2 separate regions of the Mus musculus genome follow, and region 1 is linked to region 2. A link is a contact called in public Micro-C data. All regions are on one chromosome and are shown on one strand. The core of a region is the stretch at or near the end of the contact, and the rest is flanking DNA. Distances in the headings are between cores, read along the strand shown. Region 1 holds the start of Klhl15 (kelch-like 15). Region 2 has its middle 34 kb from the start of Eif2s3x.

Region 1 (6,554 bases), core at 2,647-5,146, 57 kb after region 2:
CTTATGTGCATGAGGTTCTGGGTCCAATCCCTGACATCTGAGGAATGCTAGGCAAGCACTACACCAGTGGTTCTCAACCTGAGGGTCGTGAGGGTAGCAAATCAGATATTTACATTATGAGTCATTACAGTAGCAAAATTACAGTTAAGAAGTAGCAAAGAAAATAATTGTATGGTTTGGAGCCACCACAACATGAGGAACTGCACTAAAGGGCTGCAGCATTAGGAAGGGTGAGAAGCACTGCACTACACACCACTGTAATTCCAGTACTGAGGAGGTGGGCGAAAGAGGATCAAAGACATTCTTGGCTGAATAATGTGTTCAAGACCATCCTGGGATAATTGAAAGGCTGTCTAAAAAAAAAAAGTTAGATTCAGTGACAAGTCTCAGCATTAAAGGCATTTACTACCAAGTGTGACAACCTGAATTTGACAACCTAAGTTCAATTCCCTGCACTCACATAGTGGAAAGAAGAACCTAACTGTTGCAAGTTGTCTGGTCTCTATGCCTCCCTCCCCAACTAAAGAAATGTAAAATAGATTGATCAATCGATTGATAGATAGGATGTAGTTTCAATCAACTACAGACTGTACTCAAAAGATTATAATGGAGCTGAAAAATCCCCACTACCTACTGATGTTACAGCTATCTTTACACTGGAGTGCAACACATTACACCTTTTGTGGTTGATTCTGGTATAAAGAAACCTACTGCACTGCCAGTCATAGCAAACCATGGTACTGAGAAAAACTATATAGTTTTTTTCTCTTTAGATGAGGTCTCACTAGGTAGCCCCTCAATGGCCTGGAACTCACTATGTAGATGAAGCTGTCCTTATACTCATATAGACCTACCTGTCTCTGCTTCTGCCTCACTGGGATTAAACATGTGCGCCATATTAGGTGTCTGTCTAGGTTTGCCTAACAGTAAAATCACTTGCTTATTCATTTCTCAGAATATATCACTGTTGTTAAGCGATGCCTGCTGCAAGTGAAAACAGGAATTACTGCAGCAGGTGTCAGTTTATTTAGATAAAGGGGTTTTATTTTCCTGGGTATTAAAATGTTAGACCATCCTATATATAATACAGTACTTGAAAAAACAGCGAGGGCTTAGCTTTCATCCCTAGGGAGAGAAGTGAAAGTGGCATCATCTACATTTATTTTTAGAATTAAATCAGTGTGTATGTATATGATGTGTATGTATATGATGTGTATGTATATGATGTGTATGTATATGATGGGTATGCCTCAGCATACACGTAGAAGTCGGAGGACAACCTTGTAGAGTCGATTCTCATCTTCCACTTTTATGTGGGTTCTGGGGGATTGTGTGGCAAGCACCTATCCTGGCTCAGCATCATTTGTTAAGGATAGCTTTGGGGGGGTTCTATATAGTAAACATATATAGATGGGTGGAAAGACACAGTATAGGAAGGTGGAGCGATGCTCAGTGGTTAAGAGTATATGCTGTTCATGCAGAGGCTTAGTCTTAGTGTCCACATGGTGGCTCCATGTAACTTCAGTTCCAGGGGATATGATACCTTCTAACTTCGATGGACACCAGGCACACAGCAGGTGCACATACACACAAGCAGCCAAACACTCATACATATTGGCAAAAAAAAAAAAACCCCAAAAAACAAAAAACAACAACAACAAAAAACCAAACCAAAAAACCCACAAACAAACAAACAAACAAACAAACCCTTCACTTTCAGAAACAGGAAAGTCGTTTTGAAAAGATTTTGGGCAGAGCAACAGAAGAAAATGCCAGATGAGATCACATGACGCCAGAGAATGTGTATACTGATCAGAATACGTTGTGACACCACTCACTGTTATACATACCTATTACACCAGACAAACACGTCTGTTTTCCAAGTCAGAAACAGAAAGAAACCTCTAGACAGATCACTCACTTATGGTAATGTATAGCTTAAAATGCATGTCTGTTAGTTAATGTAAAAAAATTCAACTCTTTTAGCTATTTATGACATATAAAACATAAAATTCAGACATTGAATGTGTGCAATTGAAAGTTAATTTTATAGTTTAAGTTTTAAATGTGTTGTTTTAAGGTAATACATTCTGGGGTAATCAAGCAGTAATATACAAAGATAGCAAACTAGAATTTAAGATCTTGTTACTATCTTTTGTTTACTATCTTTTGTTTAAGTGTGTATGTGTGCAGGCATGACACATGTCAAGGTCAGAGAACAACTTGTGAGTGAAGAGAGTTCTCTCTTCCACTCTGTGGATCCTGAGGCTAGAACTCTTGTGGCAAGCACCCTTACCTGCTGAGCCAGCTCACCCACCCAACCAGCTAGGATTTAAAAATAACCAACACAAATAAAGGCATTAAAGGGGCTACTGGAAAAAACAGAATAGGTGAGACAAGTTTTGAACTTTCAGTGTTTAAGTCAGAAAAGAGATTATTTCCTATTTTCAAAATAATAATTATTTTTACAATGAAGTAGTGTACTTCAGCAAAACAGTACACGATGTGCTACTTTGGCCTCTTGGGAAATGTGGCATGTTAATCAAGTTTGTTAGAAAGAGATACTGATCACTTTTAGTCACAGTCTCTTGAAAAGTTCATCAGGATATTCATTTAGAGAGAAGTGGCGATGTGGGGGTGGGGGATGGGCTTCGGTGGTGGAGCTAGAGACAGGGGAAGCAAAGAGATCTGTTAAGATCAGAAATGGTTAACGGTTGTCTTAATTTTTAACTGGTCGTAGAACCAGTGGCTTCAACTGTGTATTTGTCATCTACAGCTCTCTTACAGAGATATATAATAAATTTACAAAAGTCTTACAGTGTATTTCCATTTTCTTAAATCAAGTAAGGGTAGTATTTAAAAGCCATGACCTAGAATTCTAGAGCAGATTTGTAAAACAAACAGACCCCTCCTCAAGGAACAACTGAAATTGGTGCCTTCTGTATATTCCTTCTTGCCTATTTTGATGCAAAACAAACCCGCTTTTTTAGCTCGTACTTTTCTACCTTTGGTGAAGATAATGCCATTTTCGATGACTCTTTCCATCTCTGGGAAATTTGCATGTGAAACATGTAATTTGCATGCGATAAGCTAAGTGGAACCGTGACGCAATGATTCATTGCAAATTGCCTTATAAAAAATGATTGCCATTTGGCGTCCACCTAGTCACTTTTATAACAGGTACCATTGGCAAAACTCCCCTCATCCGACGGTGTGCAAGATGCAAAAATGGAATTTTCCAGGTTTCCTAGCCCTCAACTTGCGCACTGTGTGTTCGCTGCAGCGCCACGGGGCCCACCTCCGGGCCAGGCGGAGTGACCCTGCTGCAGGGGTGGAAGTGCACGGCCGAGTCTCTCCAGCCTCGACGGCAGGGCTCTGAGGGTCAACCTCAGCGGATCCCTCCTGCAGAGCCCCTCTACCTCCTTTCTCTCTGGCCCCGGCCCCGCCGCGTCACCCCCCAACCCCACTACAGTAGCAGGCCCGCCTCTGGGGCAAGGCGCGCAGCTGGCGTGGGACAACCCTCCCTCTACCCGGTTCCCACACCGGCTCCCGTTCCGTGGCGCCGGAAGTGACGCGCCTGGGCTGAAAGATGGCGGCATTGGCGTTCAACCAGGGGGAAGGTAAACACCCGCCAGGCGGCGCGCCGGCCCCCACGGGGCGCCTTCAGGGGCTAAGGGGGCCTCCCAGGCCTGCTCCCTAACCCACGGCTTCCAGTCCCCGCCCTCTCTCGGGGACAGGCTCGGCTCTGCGTCCTCGAGACCCTGGCCCGGGCCCCTAGCCCGTGGGCCCCGCCCCCCTGGGCGGGCCCCGGGCGGCTCCCTCGGCCCGCAGGGGGCGCGAGGCCCGGAGCGGCCCCTGGCTCGTGGCCCTCTCACGCCCCGCCCCTTTCCCGCCCCTTTCCCGCTTTCCTCCACCCCCGGCGTGGGTGATCCCGAGGCTCCGCGCGCTTTGGGGGCAGAAACCCGGAGACGCCGTCGTGTATGTGGTTCCCGCTGGCGTTTCTGTTGCCCTCGGCCCCCTCAGCTGTCCCCCAGTTGGTGGTCCTGAGTCGCCTCTCCAGCCGAGCCCCGTGCAGTGCCGCGACATCCCCCGGTATTGGCGAGGCTGGGCCCCGGCCCCGACGCCGCGCGCGTCACGCCTAGCCCAACTGTTTGGACTCGCCACTCAACCGCTGTCTTCTTTCCCAGGACTGTTTCTCGGGGGGCCTCGGGCTTGCGAGCTCGCCCGGCGCCGGAGCGCTCCGGCCCGGCCAGGGAGCGGCCCCTTGTAGAGGTTCGAGGAGCTATCGCGGTCCATCCCGGCGCCCGACCCTCCCACCGTTCGGCCACTGGCCCACTTCTTCCTGATGCAGACTGCCGTCCACTAGAGGCTGGACAGGACCCCCGAGGTGCGTAGCCGCCCCTGGCCGCCGGCCTGCGGAGCCCAGGCTTTGCTCGCGGCCCCGAGGAAGGCACGGGTTCCGTGGCCCTCACCGCACTGGCCGCACTCAAACATTTTGTAGATGCTGGGAGCTAATTTGTCTTTTGAGTTTACTTAAATTGTTTGAAATGTAAATTTTTTTCTGGTGGGAGGGGGGAGAGAGAGAGAGAGAGAGAGAGAGAGAGAGAGAGAGAGGAGAAAAAAAGGAAGAAGCATAATTCAGCCATTTTTTGCAGCATAGAGCTGCAGGTACCATGATTATTTCCCCCTTAACCGGTTCCTTCCCTTTAAAAATCCTGTTTGTGCCTTAAATAGAACTATGCGAAATGTGCGGCATAATGCGTGCGGCATAATCAGAATGTCTGGGTCCGACTGGGCGACTGAGAAAATCTCGCACTGAGGAGATCTCGGACGGAGCCTCAGTTTCTTATCTATGCGGTGTAGTCGATAATAGCCACATCAGAGAGGTAGTGAGGACTATATGAGGTCATATATGTGAAAATAATCTATAGCTGTATAGTGGTGTAGGAAAATGTAAGGTCATTTTCTTTAGGTAACCTTTGCTTGAGTGGTTAATGTGGCTAACTGTTGCTGCCTCTTCATTTCTATATTATAAGTAAATAAGGACTAGCAGAACAGCGCAGTGATGGATAGCTGTTTAATAGTCAGTGTTCGTTGGCCTTCCCTCTACAAAATGCCAACTGCTTATTTAAATAACGGTATCCTTTAATTCAAATTTAATGTTACTGTAGGGCTTTTCATCTTTCTAGGCCTCTCAGCCCCCTTTCTTATTCAGAATATTTAACACCTTATATTTATTTAGTCTTTTTTATTTTTAAGAGGTTCACTTCCTTTGTCAATCTGATTTACTGTTGTCATTTTAAAAGCGTGTGTGTTTTTTAATTTCAGTGTTTGCTTTTCGTATCTACAGAACAGGATGACTGAATACTTCTAATCATTTGAAAATGGTTTTTCAAGAGCTTACACATGCATCCATGTTTCTCTAATGCTCAGTAGATCCAGCAATGTACAGGGAATTTCAACTTGTTAGCACTTCATGCAATATTTGAGGAATTCAGTTCTTGTTTTTAATCACAGCACTTAGTAGGTGCTTTGAGTCCCATTTCATCAGTGGTAAAGGATGTTAATACTCTTTACTACCTGTTAATTGGCAAGAAATAAGATAGTAAATATTTGTGGCTCGAAAATAGAATTTACTTTCTAGAGTTTCAAAACTGTAGAATGTTTTGGCTTATAATAGTCAATTAAAAGCGAAAGGAGCATTTTGGAGTATATTATTTTTAGTCTTCTTTTTTTTTCTGAGTAGATGTTAAAATTTTAATTCCCTGGTCTGATGCCAGTGGTCTTTCACAGTATGCTTGTGTATTTTTTAAAAAGACAGATTAGGTTGGAAAAGGAACAGCCAGCTTTAAAGTGACTGCTTTTATATTTTGGCTTTATCCCTTGTTCTGAAGATAATTTTCACAGATCACTACTTTACTGAGCATTTCTGAGTTTGACCTCTCTGCCTTGCTGTGGGTTATCATGGAGCCAAGGCTGACTTGACTGGCTTCATGGATGTTCAGAAGCCAGGCTTTAGACTTGGTTTAATGATGTGTGTAAACCAGCATCGCACAATATAAATAATGGTAGAATTTGTGCTAAGAATTGAAAATTTTTATTTTTCTTTATTTAGGACAACATATACCAACAAGTAGAAACATATCATGACAAGTCAAGAGAGATGGGAGAAAGGAAAAGATGTTATATTTTAGTTCCTTTAACAGTTTCCCCCTGATTTTAGCTCTGTCCCTGTGATGTTGGTGGCCTATGGTCAGGTTTGGGGACTGAATGTTACATGAGGACAATGACTCTTGACCTGGGTGGGGGATGTGCTGTAGATTAATTCGCTGTCAGACATTTCCTCAGAAGTAGAGTGCTATAGGCCATTTGGGCTTTTTTAAAATTAAAGAACAAAAGCTGGCCATTAGTGAGGGCTTGTTGAAATAGTGGTTTATTAGGAAGGGGTAGATCTCAGAAGACCCTAGCTCCATAATTTGATATCATAACCTTAGGCCAGTAACTTAATCTCATAGTTTGGATTTTTTCATCTTTAAATTGAAGTGGTTATAGAA
Region 2 (6,037 bases), core at 821-3,320:
CACTTTCTGTCACTAAGTCATTACACAGAACAGCAAAGGGTAAGAAGGGTTTGAGGTGGGAAATATCAGAAACAGCAGCAGAGACAGACACCAAAACCCAGGAGATACTGAAGCCACAGAGACCATTGACTTCTTAGAGAACACTTGAAGCTTTGTCATGATGGCTGGCCTTCCATTGAGTCAGTACGAATATAACATCACCTTGAATTTACAGTTTTGTTTTGTTTTTGGGTGTTTTGTTTTGTTTTGTTTTGTTTTTCGAGACAGGGTTTCTCTGTGTAGCCCTGGCTGTCCTGGAACTCAACTCTGTAGACCAGGCTGGCCTCGAACTCAGAAATCTATCTGCCTCTGCCTCCCAAGTGCTGAGATTAAAGACATGTGCCACAACTTTTCTGCATGCATGGGCATTTTGCCTGCATGTATGTCTGTGTACCATGTGCATATAGTGCCGGGGGGGGGGGGGCAGAAGGTTTTGAATCCCCTGGGACTATAGTAACAGAGCGCTGTGATTGCTGGCAATGGAAACTGAGTCCTAAATCCAGTACTACTGAGGACAAAAATTCTTTTTATAAAAACTTGAAATTTTTATTAGTGTTTGAGAGATATGAATATGGAGTCCAGAGAACAGCTTTTTTCCTTTTTGTTTGTTTGTTTGTTGCTGTTTTGTGCCAGGGTTTCTCTGTATAGCCCTGGTTGTCCTGGAATTCACTCTGTAGACCAGGCTGGCCTCGAACTCAGAAATCGGCCTGTCTCTGCCTCCCAAGTGCTGGGATTGTTTTTATTTTCAAGACAGGGTTTCTCTGGGTAGCCCTGTGTAGCTCTGTGTAGCCCTGGCTGTCTTGGAACTCAATTTGTAGACCAGGCTGGCCTCGAACTCAGACATTCGCCTGCCTCTGCTTCCCAAGTGCTGGGATTAAAGGCGTGCACCACCACGGTCCAGTCAAGAGAACAACTTTTGGTAATCTGTGTTCTCCTTTCTCTATGAACCTAGGTCATCAGACTTACCTAGCAAGCATTTATAACTGTTGAGCCATCTTGCTAGCACTCAGTTTAAGTTCTTAAAATTTAGGACATGGAGGTTGGATAGCTGTGAAATTGCAAAAGTTCTGAAAAATCCATTAGAAAAACCACAGGATACAAAACAAAACAAAGAAACACAAACTAAGCCAGGTCACGAAAAAGGCTTCAGAGGTCCCTGGAGACAGATAGCGTTGATGTCCATCACCACAGTAAAACGATGTGCTTTAAAAGGCATAGGGTTAGCAGGGTATGGTGGCTCATGTCTATAATCCCAGTCGTTGGGAAGGCAAATCCAGATTTCTGTCAGTTCCCTAGAGAATTCCGACCAGCATGAAATATAGTGAGAACCTGCACTAACCAAATAAACAAAGTGAAGGTTTCAGGAGAGAAAATGAGCAATCTGGTAGGAGCAGACTCTCCTCCCTTCCACTTGAGTTTAGGTTTTTAATTTAACCAACAGGCATCTATTGCTTTGGAGATTAATTTAGCCCTTCACAGCATTTCAAATTCACTATGGCTTTGCAGCGATGAAGCTGGAATGTTTTAATACATGATAAAAAAAAAAAAACTTCATCCTAAAGCCAAATACAACAAGCATCCTTGCAAACACCATCCCCAAATTGTATTCTAAAATTACCCGTCATATGTGCTGTTGGCGAAATACTTAATTGAAAACGTAGCTCTAAAACCCTGAAAAAAAAATCAATCTTCCTTTCCAAATAGAATCAAAAGAAAATGTGTAACTTAAGGCTTATGGGACATAGTTTAGGGGAGCAAGCAAAAAAATGGAAAGAAGCCACGGAGGCGTCCCAAGCAGAGCGGCATGATGGAACACGCTCAGCGGGGCGGCTGTTTGTCCAAGGCTGGAGTGCAGAGCAGAAAAAGCAGGACTCCTCCGTGGCGGAGGAACGAGCAGGGGGACTAAAACAGGCCACTCCTCGTTCATTTTAGACGTTCCACGTGGAGGAAGAGCGTGGTGTGCAGTGGAGCCAGACCGCATCCTAATGGCTCAGCGGGTAAAACCTAGAGCACGTCAGCTCCGCTCTCAAACTGACAGAGCTGGACCCACCCCTTTTCCCAGCCTCGTCACTTCCTGTCTGCCCAGCACCCACTTGCTTGGGGCCGGAAGGAGTCAACTCTCTTTCCGCGCTCGATCACCCAGGCGTAGCGCACTACGCAGGCTCGGCGGCGCTTCGGGAAGCAGCGGGCGACTAGGGAGGAGCTGGTCTCCACCAGCCATGCGATACTCCCACGGTGGAGGCGGCGACGCGGCGCGGGTAGCGGAAGAGGAGGGGCGGGGGGACTATACAGGAAGTGAACTCGGGGGCCGAATCGGCTCTGGCTGGGTCTTCCGTGTGTCGACTGCGCACGCGCGCGCCGCGGCGCGGGCGCCCCGGGCGCCACGGCTGCCGCTGCGGAAGCTGTCTGCCTGCCTGCCCTGCCCTTTTTACAAGGATGAGGGGGAAAACAAACCCAAAACACTGGTTCCTAAACAACTAAACACTTTTATTTCAAATTTGCCTATCACAACTGTCTATTCCAGGGCCCAATATGTCCATGTCTTAGGCGTGACTTTTTGTTCAATGATTTTTTTTTTTCTGTTCAAAAAAGGAATGCCTTTTTCTCATTGATAGCATACTCTGTCTATAAAATGTATAACTATAATTTTAAGTCTGGTTGTAGTCTGGTGGAATGATTGATCTGTCTCTGCAGCAGTAACACATTTTATATTATGATTTTGGGTTTGGTGAGAAAGTCAGCCAGTAAATATGATTTCTGCCTAGCCTGACAGCCGAATTCGCTTCAGAGTCTCCTCCAACCCTAATGGAAGCCCTCGGACATTCACATGGGCTGTGAAAATGCTCTCCACACACTATAAATAAAATAAATTTAATTTTTAAAATTGAATAAGTGCCGGGAAGTGGAGGTACATGCCTTTAATCCCAGCACTTGGGAGGCAGAGGCAGGCAGATTTCTGAGTTCGAGGCCAACCTAGTTTACAGAGTGAGTTCCAGGGCAGCCAGGGATACACAGAGAAACCCTGTCTCGAAACACCAAAAAAATAAAAATAAATTGAATAAGCAATTGGATAATTGAAAAAAAGATGCTCTAAAATGTTGTATATCGGGATGGAGAGATGGCTCAGCGGTTAAGAGCCCTGGCTGCTCTTCTAGAGGTCCTGAGTTCAAGTCTCAGCAACCACATGGTGGCTCACAACCATCTGATGCTCCCTTCTGGTGTGTCTGAGAACAGCTACACTGTGCTCATAATAAATAAATAAATAAATAAATCTTTTTTTTTAATGTATGTCAGGACTGCAGATATGACTCAGCGGTTAAAAGTATTTACTGCACTTTCAGAGGACCGGAATCTGGCTTTTAACAATTCCAGAGGGCCGGGCGTGGTGGCGCACGCCTCTGATCCCAGCACTCAGGAGGCAGAGGCAGGCAGATTTCTGAGTTCGAGGCCAGCCTGGTCTACAAAGTGAGTTTCAGGACAGCCAGAACTATACAGAGCTATACACAGAAACCTGCCCCGAAAAAAAAAAAAAAAAAAAAAAAGAAAAAAAACCAGTTCCAGAGGAATACAATGCCTCTGGCTTCCTCAGCCACTCACATACTTGCATACCCAGACAATACGCATATACTCATAATTAAAAGTAAAAAAATCTTTAAAAATATATTAAACCAGATGGTGGTGGTGCACACCTTTGATCACAGCACTTGTGAGGAAGAGGCAGGTGAATCTCTGTGAGTTCAAGGCTAACCTGGTCTACAGAGAATTCCAGGGCAGCCAGGACTACATACAGAAACCCTGTCTTGAACCGCCCTCCCCCCTCCAAAAAGTGCTATTATTTTGTGAGTATTTTGTCTTCATTCATGATTGTATTGTGGACCACGTGTGTCTGGTGTCTGCTGAGGGCAAAAAAATGGTGTTGGATCGCCTGGAACGGGAATTAGTAACCAGGGCCCTTTGCAAGAGCAGTCATCACTTTTCAAGCCCCTAATATATATATATTATTTATGTATATACTCTGGAGGCAGAGGCAGGTGATTTTTGTGAGTTTGAGGCCAGACTGTTCTACATAGCAAGTTTGAGGCCACCTAGGACTATGTAGAGAGGCCCTGTCTCGAAAAAGAAACAAAACAACAAAAACAATTAGACAAATGAACAATGCTTTTATTATTTTTAATTATGTGTGTGTGTGTGTGTGTGTGTGTGTGTGTGTGTGTGTGTGTTTGAATGAGAGTGATGGTGCCCAGAGTAGCCAGAGATTGGTTCCCTCTGGAGTTTGAGCTATTGGTGTTTAGGAACCACCTGAAGACTAGTGCAGAAGGGTTTCTGCTCTCAATTGCGAGCCATCTCTCCAGCCCTGGACAAGCTCTTTAAAAATCTTACTAAGATTTAGGGGCTGGGGAGTAAGCTGGCTTAGCAGATAAAGGTGCCCTGCTGACAAGCCCCGTGACTTGAGGTCAATGTTCAAGACTCGCATGGTAGAAGGAGAGAACTGGCTCCTTTCAGTTGTCCTCTACATGTGCCGTGGCACCCATGCATGTTGGCATGCATATGTGGACATGTTCAATCACATGCACAACTGAAGTTTTTGATTGAGATCACATGATGGAATGGAATGAAAACTTTGGAGGCATGGACGTCTCTATAACAGAGTTGCCCCAAACAAAAAGAATATGGTCCACTTTCTAATTGTTTATATCCTTTGGATATTTAGCAAAAGGCTAGAGATTTACTCACATATTTATTTTTGCTCTGGGTTTTTTTTTGTTTGTTTTTGTTTTTGTTTTTTTGAGACAGGGTTTCCCTGTGTAACAGAGCTCTGGCTGTCCTGGACTCAATTTGTAGATCAGGCTGGTCTCGAACTCACAGATTTGCCTCTCCTCCCTCAGTGCAGTGCTGGGATTAAAGACATGTGCCACGTATCTCATTCCATGTGAATGTATGCCTGAAGAGTTTGTATCTATTACATTTTTATTGTACATGTATGGTAGATAATAATTTTGTCATGTTATTGTCTTACCCATCCCAAGTTATGTTTTCTGGGTGGATAGTCAATATCTTGTAAATAATATTCTGTCTTTTTTTTTTAGATTTATTTATTTATTATATGTAAGTACACTGTAGCTGTCTTTAGACACTCCAGAAGAGGGAGTCAGATCTCATTACAGATGGTTGTGAGCCATCATGTGGTTGCTGGGATTTGAACTCTGGACCTTCAGAGGAGCAGTCGGGTGCTCTTACCCACTGAGCCATCTCACCAGCCCCATATTCTGTCTTTTTGTTGTTGTTTTGTTTTGTTTTGTTTTGTTTTGTTTTTCGAGACAGGGTTTCTCTGTCCTGGAACTTACTTTGTAGACCAGGCTGGCTTTTGTTTTGTTTTTTGAGACAGGGTTTCTCTGTAGCCCTGCCTGTCCTGGAACTCACTTTGTAGACCAGGCTGGCCTCGAACTCAGAAATCCACCTGCCTCTGCCTCCCAATGGGATTAAAGGCATGAGCCACCAGGCCCGGCTTCCGTCTTTTCCATTACTAATATGTATACCTCATTTGTAAAGTGTCAGAAAGCAATGCTGCAGAGCTGAACTGGGCAGTGGCAGTCCTAGACTGTTCTAAACACAAGCATGAATGGAAATCCAATAAAACTGCATCTGCTCAAATTCAGCCCAGTTGCTTCATCAACCCACAATTCTCACTCCACCCCTTTTGAGACTGTCTTGTGTAGCTCAGAGTAGCTCCAATTTTACATTGGTTCCTCAGCCTCCTGAGTATCTGAATTACAGATGTGAGTGAATGTACTTGCTTTCTTGGTTGTGTGCATGTTAAAACTTTCCTTATCTATGGCACGACAAGATATCACCAAGTTCTGATGTTTTAGTAAGGTTTCTTTTTAAGTGCTAGGTGGTGGAGACTAGAGCTTTGTACATACAGACAAGTGTTCTATGAGCTATAACCTAGCCCACTGTTTCATTAAATAGGATGGCTCTGAGAGTTCTTTGCTTAGTA

Evidence for each region. Hi-C and Micro-C count contacts between places; a contact is called where the count stands out from the background.
Region 1: a Micro-C map of embryonic stem cells shows a contact between it and region 2, with 13 times the contacts expected there. The contact joins the promoter of Klhl15 here to the enhancer-like site in region 2. A contact is called at or near these places in 6 of 484 Hi-C or Micro-C datasets (cerebral cortex, embryonic stem cells, muscle stem cells and 2 more) and 8 of 115 datasets of contacts at active chromatin or transcription factors (the SCID.adh cell line, effector CD8 T cells, embryonic stem cells and 4 more).

The regions. Positions count from the first base shown.
Region 1 is chrX:94,231,034-94,237,587 of GRCm38.p6, forward strand. Klhl15 (kelch-like 15) reads left to right here and starts at 3,897. Exons shown (of 3, transcript NM_001039061.1): 1 at 3,897-4,387.
Region 2 is chrX:94,175,816-94,181,852 of GRCm38.p6, forward strand. No RefSeq gene overlaps it. Among named protein-coding and RNA genes, the nearest start is that of Eif2s3x, 34 kb to the right of the region's middle. Within about 2 kb of position 2,071, at least 431 of the 459 cell types and tissues checked have an H3K27ac peak or open chromatin away from gene starts, as enhancers often do. A contact at or near this core is called in the SCID.adh cell line, cerebral cortex, effector CD8 T cells and 7 more, where this site is marked.